2 separate regions of the Anas platyrhynchos genome follow, and region 2 is linked to region 1. A link is a contact called in public Hi-C data. All regions are on one chromosome and are shown on one strand. Each heading gives the region's core, a stretch centred on a gene start, on an enhancer-like site or on the middle of the called end of the contact. The rest is flanking DNA. Distances are from core to core; before and after follow the strand shown. Region 1 has its middle 44 kb from the start of CD36. Region 2 overlaps LOC101797418 (guanine nucleotide-binding protein G(t) subunit alpha-3).

Region 1 (4,207 bases), core at 974-3,473:
CCTCAAGCCTGTAAACTCTCTCCCTGCCCTTCAGGCAGTCAGCATGAAAGCTTAGTCTTCAGAAGGAAAGCCAAGATTCTACATGCCAAGCTTCAATCAGGCAAGACTTGCTGTGAAGCATATTTGCAGAGCTAATTTGAATAATGGATACAAATTTCTAAATCAATATTTAAAATGCAGCAACACAAAAGCCTTCACTACTGTACCGGCTCCCCACAGGATCATTTCCATGCCAAGTTTAGTTTGTATGGGTAAAGTTTTTCAAAACTTTCTGTCCTTCAGGAAAAGACAGGTATGCCAAAAAGTAATTCATCCAGTAGTCAAAGGTAGAGATTTCTTATTTAAAACATGTGACAAGACAAATATGATAATTATATATATGAAAAGTTCATAAGAAATGTTTCGTACTAAAGGGCTAACATTTAAGATTAAATCCTAATCCTAAAATTGTTACCAAAAACTTCCATAACATGATGGATTTTGATGTGATGATCAGATAGAGACAACCAGTATTCTCCTCTGGTCAACGGAAACTGTATCTTCAGGACATCCACACTTGTATTTTGCAAACATAAACAGAGAGGAAACCTTGGACAAGTCCAGCATTTGGCACCTTGTCTGGTTTACAACACAGATAACTTCTGATGTAACGTCTTGGTTCTTATTTCTTTGAGGAGTAACTTAGAGTCTAGTTCTGGACATCTATATGTATAATTCAAGTTGATTTTGAAAAACAAACAAACAAACAAACAAACAAATAAAAAAACACTGATTAGTCATCATTTTAAAGGGTCTCTTGAGTGTTACAAGAAGTGCTCCCACCTGAGTATTAGGATATCATCTCACTGGGATGAGAGATCATACCCCACAACTCAACAGGTGCCAAGCTTGATTTTCTTAATAAAAGAGACTGCTATTCTGTCTTCATAACTCTGCAAGGTATTCATATATAGTTAGAGACAATAAACAGACTCATTAACACACATGGATAAATATTTTATTTCCATAAATTATGGCCACAGGTGAATAGTGACATAACCACCATAATTTCAGCTACACCTGACCTACCTGTCATCTAACTTTTAGAAAAAGCTTGATGAGGTACTGGTTCTCAGCGGGGCCAGCACTATTACCTTGAAAATGGAGATTGGAAATGGATTATTTCCCGCTCCCTGTAAACCCCCTGCAAACCCCTGCAGAACACCCTGGAGATACATTTTTGCAAGGTAGGCTAAGTTAGCCTTACATGTATTTTTTTTATTACTATTATTATTATTATTTCCTGTCATTCAAAGCTGCTATCATGGCTACCCTGTTAGCTAGGTATTGTTAATATTGGTGTAAATGTGTTATTTAAACATATATCTGCTTGTCTAGCCACATGCATTGTAATATTTTTGTTCTTCCCAGTTAAAAAAAAAAAAAAAGACCAAAAAAAGACCTCTTTTCTCTAAAACCAAAGCATATCCCATAATAAAGATATAATACTGGTTAAGGTCTAGAGCCTTGATTTACAACTGAAAGTCCAGAACAGATGCTGTAACCATATTTAAGCAAATATTTTAAGTACACAGTTACAGAGATACATTTCTAAACATTTCATCAGTGTCAGTAAAACTGAATTTAAATGCTCAAGCAGGTTATGTTCACATCTTCACGGGCACAGGAAGCAGAAAGAATAAGAAAAGATGAGTTTTCAGGATGAAGAGTGGGGATATTAAAAAAGGTGAATCTTGAAAATGGGTGTTGTTTCTTTGATGTCAAGGGGTGGTGAGTGAGGCTCCTGAGCGTTGGGTGTTACATATTTTGTTATGTCTTTCATCAGAAGGAGTCAGTCTGGCTCTTTGAGCAGGTACCAGGAGCATGCTCTGCCTGCAGAAGCTGTCAAGCAGTAAGTGGAGCATCATTTATGTTGTTCACAGGCCTGGGAGAACATGACCCAAGTTCAAATATTTCATTATTTCTTCAGAAGCTGAAATGCAACTTTGTAAAGTAAGCATTCTCTATATCTAGATCTCTTAGAAGCTGTATGCTAGCATATATGAACTAATTAGGTAATTGTTGCAACACTACTAAGCTGTGTGAGGTGGTGATGCAATGCAGATAAATGCGCATAAAGGGGCCCCAGTTTAAGTCTCACCGTGTCCAACTGTATCCACCCTAATCCCAGTGCAAGGGTGAGTAGCCCTGAACACGTGTTTTGGAGAATTCAGACTGCCAGCCTAGATATTGCATTGCCATCTAGTGCCCATCTCACAAACTGCAGGCCGAGGCCTAGAGGTTAAGATGCACAGTGCTATCTATAAAACTAAGGGTGATTTTAGTTTTATTTTTTTCCTGTTCTTTTTCTTTTTATTTTTAGTGTCCTTTTTTTTTTTTTTATAACTAAATAATATATTTTTTTAATATATTGTGATGACAGCACAATAATGGAGGGCCTCTAATGAAGGCTACAAATGTGACCGAGGGACAGGAGCACCTCTCCTATTAGGAGAGGCTGAGAGAGCTGGGACTATTCAGCCTCAGAAGAGGAGGCTCAGGGGATCTCATCAATGTCTATAAATACCTTAAGGGAGGAAGCAGAGAAAATGGAGCAGGGCTCTTTTCAGTGGTGCCCACTAACAGGACAAGAAGTCATGGACAAAAACTGAAACTCAGGAGTATCCGTTTGAATATCAAAAAAGCATTTCATTGTTGTGAGGGTGACTGATCACTGGCACAGGTTGCCCAAAAAGGGCGGTGGAGTCTCTCTCCTTGGAGATCACAGAATCATTAATGTTGGAAAAGACCTTCAAGATCATCTGGTCCAGCCATCACCGTACTACCAATGTCACCCACTAAACCATGTACCTAAGCACCAGGTCAAACCTTTCCTTGAAAACTCCCAGGGACAGTGACTCCACCACTTTCCTGGGCAGAGATTCAAAAGCCACTTGGAGATGGTCCTGAATAGACCTGCTCAAGGCATCCCTACTTAGGCAGGGAGTTGGACCAGATGACCTCCAGAGGTCCCTTCCAACCTCAACTGTTATGTGATTGATTCTGTGATTCTGTGATTCCGGGAATGTGCCCCTCAAAATTCAAAAGCCAAAACTGTAAAATGTGCATTTTTAATTATTATTTAGTTTTCATTTATTTATTTAATTATTTATATTATTCAGGGTTTCAGGCTGCAAGAAGTTATATATTCTCAAGTGCATTTTGGAGCATCCAGAAAGTGTCTGTAAAAAAAAAAAAAAATGTTTAGAAGAGGTTGGTGGTTGGCAAGAGGAGTTAATACAAATCTGCTTATGAGCTATTTAGTTGTGATATCTTTTCATTCAGTTCTCTTTTCTGCCCACAAAGAACTTTGGGGAAGGTTCCGTATAAGTACTCAGGTGTGAAGAGTACATCTATGGAAAGAGATTATAGAATGATCTAGGAAGACTTCCCACATGACATGCTTTGGGATATTTGAAACACTCATGATGGATGATAATTATGACATGGACTCTATGGGAGACCCAGGCCTTCCTAAACTATATGCTAAATAAGTAAATAAATATATTTATTATTATTAAATATATATATATACTTAGATATATTGCTTTCATACAGTGAGGCAACTGAGAATATTCACAGCATTCCTGTTTTCCCTGGTTTGTTTCCATGTGCATACAACCACACTTTCTAGGGTATCATCAATGAATAGGGGATTGGTGGGAAGCAAACTCACTAGTGGGATGATGCTTCTGGTTCTTCAGCCTGTGCAGTGCTCAGAGCTTTTTGGGTACAGCCTTGCAGTCCCACTCAAGGAGCACTTCACTTGCTTGTAGCCATCTTCCTGAACATGCCTGCTTTTGTCTGTGGCCGTTCTTCTTGTCCTAATCTTAGCGAATACTTTTTATCTTCATTGCTTCGCACAGGGGAACTCAGAAATTGCTCTCTTGGGTCTTGTCAGAAGTCATTGCCATTGCCACACAAGTTCCTTCTTTTCTCCCTCTACAATTCATTCCTCATTTCATAATTTTTACTTTAAAAATATATATTATGAACTAACAGAGAATAATAAGAGATGTTCAGATAGAAAAGTAACATTTCCCAGCAATGCACAGACATAAGAATTAACAGCCAATTAGCACTGCAAAATCTGTTCCTGGCTCAAGCATGCATAAGTCAGCTCTATCAGAGGAATGAGTGACAGAAAACAGTGGTGAGATCATGATGT
Region 2 (4,207 bases), core at 590-3,089, 97 kb after region 1:
ACAGAGTACACCCTCAGATTTTTTTTATTTTATTTATTTATTTTTTTTTATGATACAAAAACTGAGGTGAGATATACTATTGAGTTGTGCTACCTTGGGACTTGGACAGATGGAAAAATGGTCTGATAGGAGCCTCATGAGGTTCAAGAAGCAGAAATGCAGAATCCTGCACTGGGGGAGGAACAACTCCAGGCTCAAGTATATGTTGAGGATCACCAAGATGGAAAACAGAAAAAGACCTGGGGGTCCCGGTGGGCACCACATTGAAAAAGTGTCAGCAATAAGCCATTCCTGCAAAAGTTAACCATATCCTGGACTGTATTAGGCAGAGTATTGGCAGCAGGTTGAGGGAGGTTTGAGGCTTTTGCTCTACTTAGCACTGATACAGCCACATCTGGAGTACTGTGTCCAGTTCTAGGCCCTCCAGTACAGAAGAGATCTGAGCATACTGAAAGGAGTTCAATGTAGGGCCACCACGATGCACTCCTCCTCCAAGGAAAGGCCAAGGAAGCTGGGACTGTTCAGCATGGTGAAGAGGAGGCTCAGGAGATCTTATCACTTTGGATAAATACCTGAAGGGAGGGTGCAAAGAGGACAGAGCCAAGCTCTTTTCAGTGGTGCCCAGGGACAGGACAAGAGGCAATGGACACAGACTAGAACACAAGAAGTTCCTCCCGAATATCAGGAAGCACTTCAGTGCTGTGTAAGTGACAGAGTACTGGCACAGGTTGCCCAGAGAGGTTGTGTGGTCGCCCTCCTTGGAGATCCTCAAAAGCGATTTGGATATGGTCCTAGGTAACCAGTTCTGTGTGGCCTTGCTTGATCAGGGACAAGGTGGCCTCCAAATGTCTGTTCCAATCTCAACCATGTTGTGACCCTGTGAAATTCTGCTTAGGAAAGTAGTGGATTCAAGTTACATCTGAGGTCTTGTGTTCTGCTCTCCTTTGAATTCAATCAGTTCTCACTGTCTTTCAAAGTACCTCCATATTTATTTTTTTCTCTGTTCCTGGTCTGTCTATACACCTTTGTAGTCTGCACTGTAGAGGCTGGACCATCCCAGAGCAGAGGGGCAATTCAAGACATGTCTCTGGGTGTGGCTCCTTTGCAGATCTTTGCCTGCAGCTATGCCATGCTCACTGCACTTCTCGAGGCTTCTCTGAAGCCTCAATGTGTCCTGAAACAGAAATGGCATGGAAGCTGGGAAGTTGAATTCAGAATATCCCAACCAAGATGAGAGGCAGTTTACAGTCTGCCAGACTGCTCGTTGTCCAGCACAGTGCTGAAGGTGGATGTAGCACGCCCTGATACACCGTGAAATGTCTTTCATCTCTCAGGAAAATGCCTAGAATTTCAGGCAGTAACAAAGATTTCCGTGCCTTTATTTTCCATGCCTATATCCATCTCAAGGAAACTTGGCATACAAATAGAGATATGGAAATCAAAGGTAAATTTGAATAAAAAATAGATCATAAGAATGTGAAATGCAAAATACAGGCTATAGCATGTTTTATAAGGTCCCTGTCAGGCAGAGACACAAATCTTCACAGAGACAGGAAATTGTTTAAAAGCCATTTAAATTTTCCAGACTTTAGAACAAGACTGACTTTGGCCTAAGCTCTAGTCTTTTATGTAGAAAATTTGGGCTGGATCATAATTTCCCTCTTCACTGCCTCCTAAAGTGAAGCTGCCCTCAGCTCCCCGTAGTTCTTTTGCTGCCATTTGCATGGGCAGAAGAATTCTGTGGTGAGTAGAAATGTAGTTGTGGCCCTGCTCTCCTGTCTTAAGGGCTCGGGCCAGAAAAGCAGGCTGAACAGGAGGGGGAAGAAAGAAGGGAAGCAGGTGCAAAGTAAATTGTTACTGACTTGTTTCCTGAAGTACAACTGCTGCTACGATTAACACAATACTCCAGAGTGGAGCCAAAGTCTATGAGTCATCTGTTGTTTAGATAAAGGCATTACTGGGTCATAAATTAGAGATGAGCAGAGGTAGAGAAATACACCTACAAGATATAAATTATGACTCCTACTCTATTTTAACCTTGTCTTCCAAATCTGGAAGAGAGGTTCATTTCTGTATTATGCTTCCTGGCATCTTTCCATGAGGTGGATGCAGGAATTCCCAGAACTGCTTGCTCTCTTCCCTACAAAAAGTTTAGCAATGCTGCTTCCCTGGCAGGGCTTTACCAAGTTCTTCAGAGGGGAATTGAGAGGATAAAAAGTGATCTAAAGCAAATTTGCATTTTGTCCAAACTGTGGCAGATGGCAGCATCAGCTCATTTTGCATGGGCTTGATGTTTTCCTCTCGCACTTTCTGCCATTCACATTGTGGGCTTTAGAAAATGTTTTGCATATGGTTTGCTGTCTGTTGTGATTCAATTGAGTAAATTAATCTCTGTCATTTAAATGCTATTAGCTTTACAAAATCTGTTTGGAAACTCTGTAATCTGTTCCATTCACTGAGGGGCCATCACTTAGAATAGCTATGCCGCAAGTTTTCTCTTTAGCCAAAAGTATCCAGTAAGGTAAATGATAATCTGCAAAAATTAGAGTAGTGATGAGTCTTGTCCCATGGATTCATACAGAGAAGTCAAACCTTCTCTTCAGGTTCTTTTAAAATCTAGCTTGTGTTTGGCAGGTGTGGCCAAGCCCTGCTCCTCACCAGTCTCACTGATAGAAGTTAAAATAGTTAAACTCATACTGATTTGCAATGGAAAGTCTTGTGCTGTGATTATTCACTTTGCATGAGATAAGAAGGCCAAATTAATCTGAATAATCTGACTTAAACTAAGACCTAGTTCTGCAAATTGCCTGTACAACCAAATGCCTATATCTCCCTGACAGCAATGGGAATTTACTGCAAATTCATTCTCAAGTTGTATCTGCTGCAAGGCTGTGCAGATTTCCCACTTTCAGTGGAAGACCATAGGGCAGAGGAAGTGGCAATAGACCAGTATCAAGATATTTGCTCATGTGCTGCCTCTGCTTCGTGAGCTAAATCACGTAGAAATCCTGCTTTTCCACTTGTTTAAATATGCTAGGTGGTCTGGATTACAAAGTCAGCATAGACATTAAATGAGCAGCTACAATCATATAACAAACAACATACTGTCAGGTGCTGTAGTTTTTTTGTGTCTTTTCAGCAATCTGCCCAGGTGATGGGGATGAAATCAAAATATGACCAATATCTCTTTGATAATAAGAAACTGTATTTTTCTTAATTGACTGCACTTTCCTTTCTTTTCAAATATCTCTTCCCTCTTTTAGAATTTATATTTTCACCAAGATTTCATTCTTTCTAAGTCTGAATGGACACTAGGGAGGTTTACAGTTAGTGAAATGGGGATCTGAAACATCTGCATGTCTCTTCATAAATACCAAATTCTGTTCCAGAGAGTTATTTTTAATATTTTCTACTTATTGATGTATCAATCATATCTTCTGAATATTCCCTCTCTGCAGGTGCTGGAGAGTCAGGAAAGAGCACTATTGTAAAGCAAATGAAGTAAGTACATGAATATTCACATCAGTTGTTGAATATGGTATTTGTAGCATAAGCTATCTAACATCTTATTGCAATATTTATGTTATTTGAATAAAATGCAAAGAAACATCATTAAAATCAAGTTCTCATTCAGACACATAAACAAAAATACAAAGTGACTAAGACACACAGCTGGATTGGTAATCAGATCTGTCTGATCAAATCATGCACCTGTCCAACCCTTTACTGAAGCTTCCTCTTTGGCTTCAGTGGGAGTTGCAGTACTGTGGTGAGACCATATAAGATAACAGGCCATAGCATGTTCACCTAGCCTAGTATCTCATCTCCTGAAGTAGCTACTGGAGGATACACATGCAAACACACTGTAATACTTTCACTGAATACCCTGCCAATATCTGGTGATCTGTGACTCAGGGACCATCCCGAACCAGAGAAACAGAGATGGTATCAGCATGGTAAATAGTCCTCAGTTAATTCATGTCAGTTTTCTCCCAAATCTCTTTTGAAACTATGTTAACTAACACCTTTATCTCCCTTTGTTCAATTTTAATTTTGTCCATATCACTATCATTCAATTTCCCTGTATTACAAGTGAAAATATTGAAATATTCACATGATGTAACCGTAGTGTCAAGATTTTTTCTTCCTTCAAACTGGGTTCTGTGGGTCATTCTTGGTCCTATGAAAAAAAAAAAAAAAAACTGCA

The links. A called contact is a pair of places that touch in the nucleus more often than the background predicts.
Region 2: a contact with region 1 is called in a Hi-C map of skeletal muscle, with 3 times the contacts expected there. The contact joins two enhancer-like sites. A contact is called at or near these places in 2 of 8 Hi-C or Micro-C datasets (skeletal muscle and subcutaneous adipose tissue).

Annotation. Positions count from the first base shown.
Region 1 is chr1:11,362,823-11,367,029 of IASCAAS_PekinDuck_T2T, forward strand. No RefSeq gene overlaps it. Among named protein-coding and RNA genes, the nearest start is that of CD36, 44 kb to the right of the region's middle. Within about 2 kb of position 2,224, at least 1 of the 8 cell types and tissues checked has an H3K27ac peak or open chromatin away from gene starts, as enhancers often do. A contact at or near this core is called in subcutaneous adipose tissue, where this site is marked.
Region 2 is chr1:11,459,987-11,464,193 of IASCAAS_PekinDuck_T2T, forward strand. It overlaps LOC101797418 (guanine nucleotide-binding protein G(t) subunit alpha-3), which reads left to right. Exons shown (of 9, transcript XM_072028538.1): 3 at 3,459-3,501. The coding sequence starts at 3,497. Among named protein-coding and RNA genes, the nearest start is that of CD36, 53 kb to the left of the region's middle. Within about 2 kb of position 1,840, at least 1 of the 8 cell types and tissues checked has an H3K27ac peak or open chromatin away from gene starts, as enhancers often do. A contact at or near this core is called in subcutaneous adipose tissue, where this site is marked.